Regions from separate parts of the Mus musculus genome. Here region 2 is linked to region 1. A link is a contact called in public promoter capture Hi-C data. All regions are on one chromosome and are shown on one strand. Each heading gives the region's core, a stretch centred on a gene start, on an enhancer-like site or on the middle of the called end of the contact. The rest is flanking DNA. Distances are from core to core; before and after follow the strand shown.

Region 1 (4,923 bases), core at 869-3,368:
CTGAGGACACTGAGTGACACTTCTGACACCCTGTCTAAGACAGCTGAATCACAGCCTAGAAGAAAGAAGTGCTGGGAAGCGGAGTGCTCATGCTGGGCCTCGCCCCGAGATCTCTCCGCAGATGTAGATGACCTAGGAAACCTGTCAGGTGCAGAGCATCGTTTAGGGAGTGCTGGCATTACTGTCTAGTTGAACACCATCTTTACTCCCATTTTTTGTCAAGAGGGAGGAATGGCTGTTGTCTGTCTTGCCTGTCTATTGTGCACAGGTGGGTTTCCCTTTCCTTGCTTTACCAAGAAGCCTAGCTCTTCCCTAAATGGGTTAAGGTAAGGAAGGATAAACTGCACCAAAAGCCAGCACCCTCTGCCTTAGGAAAACAGGATCTCTCCCCATGGGAGAAGGTGGCTCTGGAGAAGAACCAGCCACATTTGAGATCTTTTTAATTCAATCTTTTGAAAACTGCAGCCTAATTTCTTTGGACATACCCTTTGAAGACCCTCATGTTCTTTCTGCTCTGTCCTCTGATTGTCTGATCGGAAGGATGTGCTGGATGGTACACTCTGAATGAACCTGTTCTAAGTGGTAGTCCCTGCCTTTACTATTTTCTTAGAAGAGATTTTTTTTAATCTAAATTTTATTATTACACCTAGGTAATACAGTATGTAAAGACCAGAGTTGACTATAGGGAGTATAGCCTGACTATAGGGATGGAGCGGCTGTGGCTGGCTCTGTAGGCCCAGACCCCGTGCACTCATTGAACAAGAATGTGTGAACACTTCTCAGCTTTTGACTAAGATCAAGTGGGCTAACAATGTGCCGTTCCCTTTTATCCTCTGGGACCCTCATGAAATGCTTTTCCTCTAAAGTTCATAAAATGTATTGTTGTGAGTTAAAGGCAGAAAGCTGAACTATTCGGGAGTAGTAGTAAAATACCATGTGGGAAATAATATTGGCTTGAAATGTAACTCATGGTGATGGAAATGGAGACAAATCGTATCTGAAAAGAGTTGGATGAATGAGAGCTGGTGGTTTATATGGGAAGAGTGCGGCAGTAGTGAGGCTATGTTTGTTGATTTGGCTGTGAACATGAGTAATACATCAAGATTTTTGTTTCTGATTTTTAACTCCTACCTTTGCCTCCACTGAAGTGATCTTAGAAGAATTATGTGTTGTCTTCCTTAAAAATACATGTTAATGAATCTTTCTTTAAGTTGGAGGAAATATTTTCCATTACTGGATTCATTGTGATAAAGAGACTACATAGAACCTTTGACTTTATTTATCTGGAAAAAAAAAACAATATTTTTCTCCCTTTCTATGCCAATATGCCAAACTCAAAGACTATGGCTGATAAAACCAGTCAAAAGCCGATGTTGAGAAAGCACACAAGAATTTAATTTCTATGCTCACTCTCATAATATGTGGTATAGTCTTTGTTCCCATGCCTGTCTCCTAAATAAGAATACAGGCATGTTGAGTATAGAGACTCTCATTTTCTTTCATGCCCCACCCCTCAAGTTCATGTAATTCCTCTGGACCAGTGGTTCTCAACCTTCTTAGCACTGTGATTCTTTAATACAGTTCTTCATGCTGTGGTGACTTCCAACTGTCAGTTATCTTTATTGATGCTTCATAACTATAATTTTGCTACTGTTAAGAATTGTGAACTTGTTTAGAGATAGAAGTTTGCCAAAGGGGTTGCAACCCACAGGTTGAGAACCACTGCTATAGAAGATCAGTAAATATGTCTGAATGAAAGGTTCAAATCACATCTTGCACATGTGTATAAGACCCTTCATTGACTGAGAGGAAAAGAGATTTGGAAAAAAGGTTCTGAAAACTGTAGAACTTTAGTCAGCCACTGCATTTAGAGACATGTAAAGGAAAGGATTTGTGACATAGGAAGAAGTGTGGTTTTCTCCATTTGAAGAGCAGACACTGAATTCTTAATGTTTGTGACTTATGAACATGAGGAAGGCCAGAGGTATTTATGCAACAACCCTTTCCTGCGGGCATATATTCTTGATACTGTGAAAATAGTTGACCTACTCCACTGCCAACTTGCTCTACAAAGACTCGTTCCTGTGGTTCACTAATAATATAAAAGTTCCCTTTCAAAGACAACACCCAGTAAGCTTCCACATTCCAGAACTTAGCAGAATCTTATCACAGCTGAAGGAGGCCAAGAATAGGAAAGAATAGAAGAATAAGCCCAGCCCTAATAAAAGAATAAAACGTTAGCCAAGAAAAGCAAACATTGATTTGAGCTCTTAAAGACCTTAGGGAAAAGATACACGTGCTTCCCTTTACTGACTGTGGAAGGAGCTTCAGAACTGAGTGTTTCCCTAAGTAGATATTTTATACATATGCACATTTACTTCAAGACTTCCTTCACACTTTCCTGTATTTAAATTGTTGTTAATTAATATCTGTTTTTATTTCCAGTGTACTCCTAAATGTGGTTCAGGATTCAAGCATCGGATTGTTCTGTGCAAGAGCAGTGACCTTTCTAAAACATTCCCAGCTGCACAATGTCCAGAGGAGAGCAAGCCTCCTGCTCGCATCCGCTGCAGTCTGGGCCGCTGCCCTCCTCCCCGCTGGGTGACAGGAGACTGGGGCCAGGTAAGGCAGCCAGATGTGGGCTCCTTTGAGATACAAACCTAAGTTTTTTGATTCGATCATTGTGAAGGCTTAAGAGTAAGAATTAACTCATAGAAGTCCTAAGTATGAGATCTACCTATGAGACTACATAAGCCGTTGAGACCAGCTGTGGACACATCCCCACTTAGCCACATTTCTCCACATCTGTAATTATTCTACTCTATTTCTAGCATTATTATTGTTCCTGTTACTATTTGGGAGTTTATTATAAAGGGCCCAAACTTTGTGTATGCCATACTGGCTTCAAACTCACAATCCTCCTGTTGCAAACAGGGATCCTGTTACTAACAGGGGTTATAGGTATGCATTACCCCATGAATCCCAAGTTCAAACCCCATGAATCCCAAGTTCACCTGTTCTTTCGATCCTAGCATTTCAAGTTCAATGTCAAGTAGACTCAATAAGTAGAATGTAAAGAAGCCACAGCACTGGAACCCTAGTTCTCAACTGATTTAGTAATAAATCAGTTAATACCAACGTCTTAGCTTTAGCTTCTCCACTCATAAAGCATAGAATTCCTCCTAGCCTTACAGTGAAGCTTTTGGGGACTTAATTCAAATACCCATGGGATCGATAAGATGAAAAATGAATAATACTTATACTTCAAAGTACTTTTCTCTGATGTATATTGTGAATTAGGAAATAATACATAGGCCTATTGACATGTGTCTTATATATATCAAACTATTTTATGCTTCAATTTGCATTTGTCTTTTTTAATAATAAAAAATCACTTATTTGTTGTAAGTTCTGGTGTTGCTGGGAGTCAAATGCAGGCCATCACTTTGGTGGGGCCCGCCTTACCCACTGAGACGTTTTGCTGCTCCGCTTCCTATTTTCATTCTTTCCTTCATTCCTTATATATGTAGCTAATTTGTGCCATCTTGCTACCGGCCATGTTCAATTATATTTAAAAAGTCACAAAAATAACTATAATGCCTATATTAATTAACAAAATTTAGCCATTATACAATCTACACACACACAAATATATTCATATTTCAAAATGTCAGACCATTCATGATAAATGAGTACAATTCTATCAAGTAAAAAACTTCTACCAAGTTTATTTAAAGAACACCAAATTGGTATATTTTATGTAGTAAGGAAATTATTCATTGTTCTTCTAAATATCAAAGAGGAAATCTGTTAAGCCACATTAAAAAAAATAGTATGCAGCTCTGCGTGGCCACTCATATCCATAGTGTCAGCATTTGGGAGACTAAGGCAGGAGACTCTTGAGATCAAGGCCATCCTGTACTATATACTGTGACTCTCTTTAGTAAGAATAATATCACAGAAAGTAAATTGCTAATGGCTGGTGAAGTGGCTCAGTAGGTAAATTGCTTGCTGTGTAAGCATGAAAGCCTAAATGCTAATCTCTAGCACCCATGTAAAAAAGCCACATGTAGTAGTATGTGTCTGTAACCTCAACACTGAAAAAAGGGAGACAGGATGATTCTTGTTACTAGCTGACTCCATGAGCTCCAGGTTCAATGAAAGATATTACGTCATAAAATAAGGTAGAGAACTACTGAGGATGATTTCCAACATTAACTTCTGGCATTAACATGTACATGCACATACATATGTGTATACATACACATATACTGTACAACACACATATAACACACACACAAAAGAATGGAGTAGATTTTTAGGTAGCCAGATCTTGTGGAACTTTGTGTTTGCCTGGAAGATAGTCAGTATTCATACATTATAAATAGACAATTTGCTCTGTGTTCAGCCCTATGGGAGGAAGTGTGATCATAAAATAACCAAAGATTTGCATCTCTACAGAATCACTTCGTTTAACTCACAAATTCTCAAGTGGCATATGCTTGATAAGATTAGGCATTCCACTGCTAATATTTTATTATTAACAGAATCTTCACTCAGAGTTTAATTGCACATAATTGACATTGCACTATTGAAGGTTCTATACAGACATGGTGTTAGGAATTGTATGTTAAACCAGGTACTTAATTAGCTTCATGTAGCTGGAAAGAGAAAAGTATACTAACTGGCTAATACAGGCTAATATAGACTGTCTCTAAGGTGTATGTGGCTGATAATTCCTTAGAAAATTCATGGTATTACACAAACTTTTTTAAATTAGTATTCATATTAGCATGCATGGTGTGTGTGTGTGTGTGTGTGTGTGTGTGTGATTTGTACATGCACAGACATGTGCCACAGTGAGCATGTAGAAGTCCTAGGACGACAATCTGGAGTCAGTTCTCTTCTTCTACCTTTATGCGG
Region 2 (4,923 bases), core at 1,488-3,987, 210 kb after region 1:
GCAAACACCTTTACCCATAGACCATCTTTCTGTCCTACCTTATTTTTGAGACAGGGTCTGACTGAACCTATTGCTCAATGATCTGGCTCTAGGGATCAGCCTGTCTCTGCTCCTCAATGCTGGGGTTACAGGCATGTATTTGGCTTTTGTGTGGGGTCTGGGGAGTTGAACTCAAGTCTTCTTGCTTTCACGGCAAGTGTTTTGACCAGTGAGCTGTCTTCCCACCTGAGATAAGTTTTGTAACAGGCTGATGCCTCCACTCTACATTCACTCCCATGGATGCTTTCTCTCTGCAGGGAACACCCACTGTAGATACTTTCATTTTTAGTTTGGTTTTTTGAAACAGGCTTTGTCTGTGTTGCCCTGGTTGTTCCAAAACTCAGAGAGCTGTGCCTGCTTCTGCCTCCTGTGTGTTAGTGGCTGGCCTTGGGCACTGTATATTCAGTTGCTGATTTCTGTGTCCAGTCTGGATGCTAGCATTATCTGGTTATTGAACCATCTCCTGCATTGGTGTTGTGTAAAAAATGCTCCCCAATTTTCTCTGATTGGTTAGAAAAAGCTGCTCAGCCTATGCTGAATAGAGAAGATAGGAAGGCTGGACTTCTGATTCCAGCCACGGAACCCAGGGAGAGCAACCACATGAAGAGACCAAGAGTGGCCATGAGGCTCCAGGAGGAGTCAAGTGGGGAGTCACCAAGGGAGTTTCTATGAGGACACACATGGACCAGAGCAAGCCAGAGCAACACTCACACTGAAGGCAAAGCAGCTGGGAAGCAGACATTTTAGAATCGATGAAGATCTGCCCAGTCATAGTGCTTAAAGCTTGGTAATAAACTTAACAGGTCTTTGTATCAATTATTCTGGAGTTAGAGTAGGAACAGATAAGGCAATCATGCTTAAATTACAGTCAACACCTAAGTGCTGGATTAAAGGCATGAGCTGCCACATCCAACATTCACTGCTGATGTTTTCAACAGCTCAAGCAATCATGATCATTTAGAAAACGGAGTGTATCCTTGGCATTTAAAAAATGATCTAGAATCAGGTTGGAAAAATGGTTCATTAGTTAAAAAAGTATTTGTTGCTCTTTCAGAAGACTCAACCTCAGTTCCCAGGACCAAAGTTGCACGAAACCACCTGTACTTCAGCTTGAGGGGATCAGTAGCTTACCTCTGGCCTCTGTGCCTGCATGCACACGTGTGCCCACACACACAGGCTAACAATACATTTAAAAAATGTTCTCTAAGTATCTCTTTCCTACCTTCCTTCCTTCCTTTCACTTATTTTCCCATACTGTGTTAGATTTAAAAAAGTTTAAAAAATCCTTTTATCTAAAAATAAAATTTCACCATTTTTTCTCAGGATCATATTACTTTGTTTGGTTTATAATTCAAGTAACAGCTATTGTGTTAATAATGTATAGCCATTACAGGACTTAATTGAGGCTACTACAAAATATACTAAAATACATTTAAATTAATTGAGTTTATAATATATTAAAAAATAGGGAAAGTGGGGTGAGGTGGTGGAGGCTTAGTCAGGAGATGAACTAGCTCAAGGCCAGTCTTGGGTATGTAGGGAGAGCTTGCCTTTGAATTCAAGGGTTGGGAATGATAATTGCCCTGTACACACAGGTCCTGAGTTTAATTCCCCAGTACTGAAGGGAGAACTTAAATCAGTAAGGATGGAGTCTAAATAAAGAATATTAAATTGGGTTTTATTCATTAGTAAATAATAAATTTGCCCTATCTGACAAGTAACCCTTTCCCATATTTCTCCATTCTTCATGATTCCAAGAAAGAACTGTATCATACAAATGATTATTAAGGGCTACTGGGAATTACTGGGAGATATCAATAGCTTTTTAGTAAGGATCCAGCTTTGTACATATCAGCTATGGTTTGTTGCTCCTGTTCAATTCACAGCTTCCTTCACCAAGGCTGACTGATGTTCCCACATGTCCTACAGAGCACAGTGTACTTCTCCAGGTGTGTGACCCACAGCCCTCATAGTCTGATAGCCATTTGACAGTGATTCTGTGTCACCCTCCTATGCTGGATGGGGAAACTACAAATTATATATGTAGCATTGTAGCAAGAATGGAAGAGACAAACCCCAACCAACCCCTGCTCCGACCCCCGCTGCCAAATACCCGAAAAACAAAACCAAACGAACAAAACCCTTAAGTTCAAAATAAAAAGATTTCTGAAGCCAACCAGGTAAACTAAAAATATAGCTATTAAAATTGCCTGCATCTATGATCTCCCAGTAAACTAAAAACTGTAGAATATGTATGATTTTAGCAGTACTTAAAGGAAAGCTCTACTGCTTTTTTTTTTTTTTAATAATGAATGAATGAGATAACATTCTTCAAATACTTGCCAGAGTTTACATTAATCCTTAAAATACTTGCAAGTAAGGCGTGCCAAGACACGCATTATTTTTCCTCTGCGACCGGAGAAACTGAAGGAAGCAGTAAGTTTTCTAAAACTTACAACAACTTCCCCAGCAGCAGCACTTTTAGGACATGAGGTGACTGAGACACAGTGGGCTTTCCCACTTTACCTCCTGCAGCAGAAGGGCTATTCTTATCCCTATTGCACGCCTGAGGAAGCAGGGGTTCAGAGAGGTTAGGTCTCTTGCCTCAGGTTATAGGGCAAGATTACAGATGTGGAGGGCAAGGGTTTGAAACCCCAGCTTTCAGACTTCAAAGCCTGCTGCTTTTCTATCCTGTCACAAAGCAAACTAGTTAGGGTGGGTGGGGGAGGTGGCAGTGTGCACTGGAGGAAGGGAAACAGTGTTAGCTCCTGCCATGAAAGTTCGTACACTGGACAAGGAGTAAGGCATAATCTACCAAGGGAGGCAGAAGAAATAACACAGAAATTTTGAGGAAGCTTTTGGGAAGTTCACTCAGGTGAGTGAGTGGAAGCCAGACAGAGTGAGGCAGCAAAATGACCTTGTAGGAAAAAGACATTTAGCCACAGTAGATGCAAGAGACAGCGGAACCACTCTGTGAGGACAACTCACTGAAAGATGCATTTGAGTAAGACAGGGAACTCATTCTTTGAAAACAAAGACTGGATGAATAGGATGAGGAAGGAGAGGATGAGGAGATGAGACAGAACTGGGACCATGAAAGTGCTCCACTGAGGGACTGAAGCCTGCTAAGAGGTAGGTGGTCACACTTATTATTTGTATGCCAACACTTCACGAGATCATTCTCAAGTCTTCTATAAAACCCCAGAATGCTTTAAAGTCTTCTCATTAATTATATTGCTAGCTTGAGGTAATTGATGGGACTACATTTCCAAGTTTGGTACCCACAATTCTTTTCATCATTAGTCTTAAGAGAGTTCAGAGAAAAAGAGTGGGGGAAGGAAGGGCTAGGAGGAACAAAGGAAAAACAATATAGAGAGCTTTCAAACTTTGGAGTTTACTTCTAACTACTTTAGGTAAAGCTATTTTTCTTCAGTTTTTTTGTTTTGTTTTGTTTTTTCCAGAATACTACAATCTAAATAGGAAACACATCTGACTTTTAAAACAGCATAGTCAGTCATTTCTGGCTCTGTCTTACTGTCTTAGAAGAGGTTATCTGCTTTGACCACGTTTTCTCCCTATCAGTTTACATGCTGGTCTTCCCTTTTCTCCATGGTTAGCGACAGCTCTAACAAATTAAATTAGGAGATGGAGAAAAGGTAGGAGAGACCATCACCAAACTGCTTCTTTTGATAAGTGACTGTCCAAATGGTCTTTCTGGAACCTGGGTTTGGAGGATGGGTGGAACAAATGTCTTTGCTCAGCTTTAGCCTGATCCCATGCATTGCATGCAAGTACTCAGTTTGCTGAGCCCATCATCCAGCAATAGGTCGTGTTGTTTGTGGCTCATTTCATTTTTAAAGGAAACAGTGCTTTGTAGCTTACAGTGGAAAGAGCACTGAGTAAAACTTCTGACTCCCAAATCCACTGAGTAAGTTAGGGTAGGCACTAAGTATCTTTAATGGTTTGGATTCTTCATTTGCTAAGTGGAAACTCTCCTTGGTTAAATTTCTTCTCAGGATTGGTAAGAATGAACTGTAATGAAGCCTGAGGCAGGACAGTGTTTGTGTTATATAAATAAGAAGTATGATGATTTGGCAATGAGTAATAGGTACTGTATTTTACATCTATAAGGAATTTTGTAGTTATAACTCCTTTCGAATAATTAAACCTCACTTAAAGAAGCAGAGAGCAGATGCAATTTTTCATTTTAATACCATACATGTTTGAATAAAATATATTTATGTATATTCAATCCTACTGTCAAGGTACCAATAAGTCTGACAGGGAGAAATGTTAAAAATTCTTTTGAGAAAGGATCAAAACTTAACTTATATTTTCTATACATTTGGATGCTCAGATGCAGAACAGCTTACCATTGGGTTTACCTGTAATTCTGAACTTGCTCAAAGACCAAACAGTATTCACTGGCAGGCTGTCTGGGGGAACAAGCTCTGCCTCTCCTGTTTCTGCTTATAGCTTGCACTTTCACAGACAGTGCCCTGATGAGTGTTGGGTACAACTCTCTGAAATAAAACCTGGGAAGTGGTTGTGCTGGAAAGCATAATGGTGCTCACTGGGAAATCCATCCAGTCAGTAAGCTGGGAACCAGAAAAGTAGATGATGCCTTACCGACCATCCTCTGAGGTCACCAGAACTGACTTTCTTAAGGGAGAGACTGCTTCTTTTTCAGTAATTTATGTTGAGAATAGAGACAGGGCTCAGCTAGTTATCTTCTGCAGTTACAGTCTATCTGAGTAAATGAACGCTCTAAAGCAGGGAAAGTGACGGTGAAAATGCATCTTAGGAAGAGGGATTGCAAGAGAGTGGAAAACTCGGTGAGGTACTAAGAGTATGGAGCACCAGCTCTTTAGGAAACAGCAACAG

Evidence for each region. Promoter capture Hi-C pulls out the DNA fragments that hold promoters and counts their contacts.
Region 2: a contact with region 1 is called in a promoter capture Hi-C map of liver. The contact joins two enhancer-like sites. A contact is called at or near these places in 10 of 39 promoter capture datasets (the 3T3-L1 cell line, 3T3-L1-derived adipocytes, the C10 cell line and 5 more), 4 of 484 Hi-C or Micro-C datasets (embryonic fibroblasts, nephron progenitors and tail fibroblasts) and 1 of 115 datasets of contacts at active chromatin or transcription factors (embryonic fibroblasts).

The regions. Positions count from the first base shown.
Region 1 is chr13:104,474,208-104,479,130 of GRCm38.p6, forward strand. Adamts6 (a disintegrin-like and metallopeptidase (reprolysin type) with thrombospondin type 1 motif, 6) reads left to right here. Exons shown (of 25, transcript NM_001081020.2): 23 at 2,446-2,622. Among named protein-coding and RNA genes, the nearest start is that of Adamts6, 190 kb to the left of the region's middle. Within about 2 kb of position 2,119, at least 14 of the 459 cell types and tissues checked have an H3K27ac peak or open chromatin away from gene starts, as enhancers often do.
Region 2 is chr13:104,682,119-104,687,041 of GRCm38.p6, forward strand. All of the region lies in intron 11 of Cwc27 (CWC27 spliceosome-associated protein), which reads right to left. Among named protein-coding and RNA genes, the nearest start is that of Cwc27, 130 kb to the right of the region's middle. Within about 2 kb of position 2,738, at least 16 of the 459 cell types and tissues checked have an H3K27ac peak or open chromatin away from gene starts, as enhancers often do.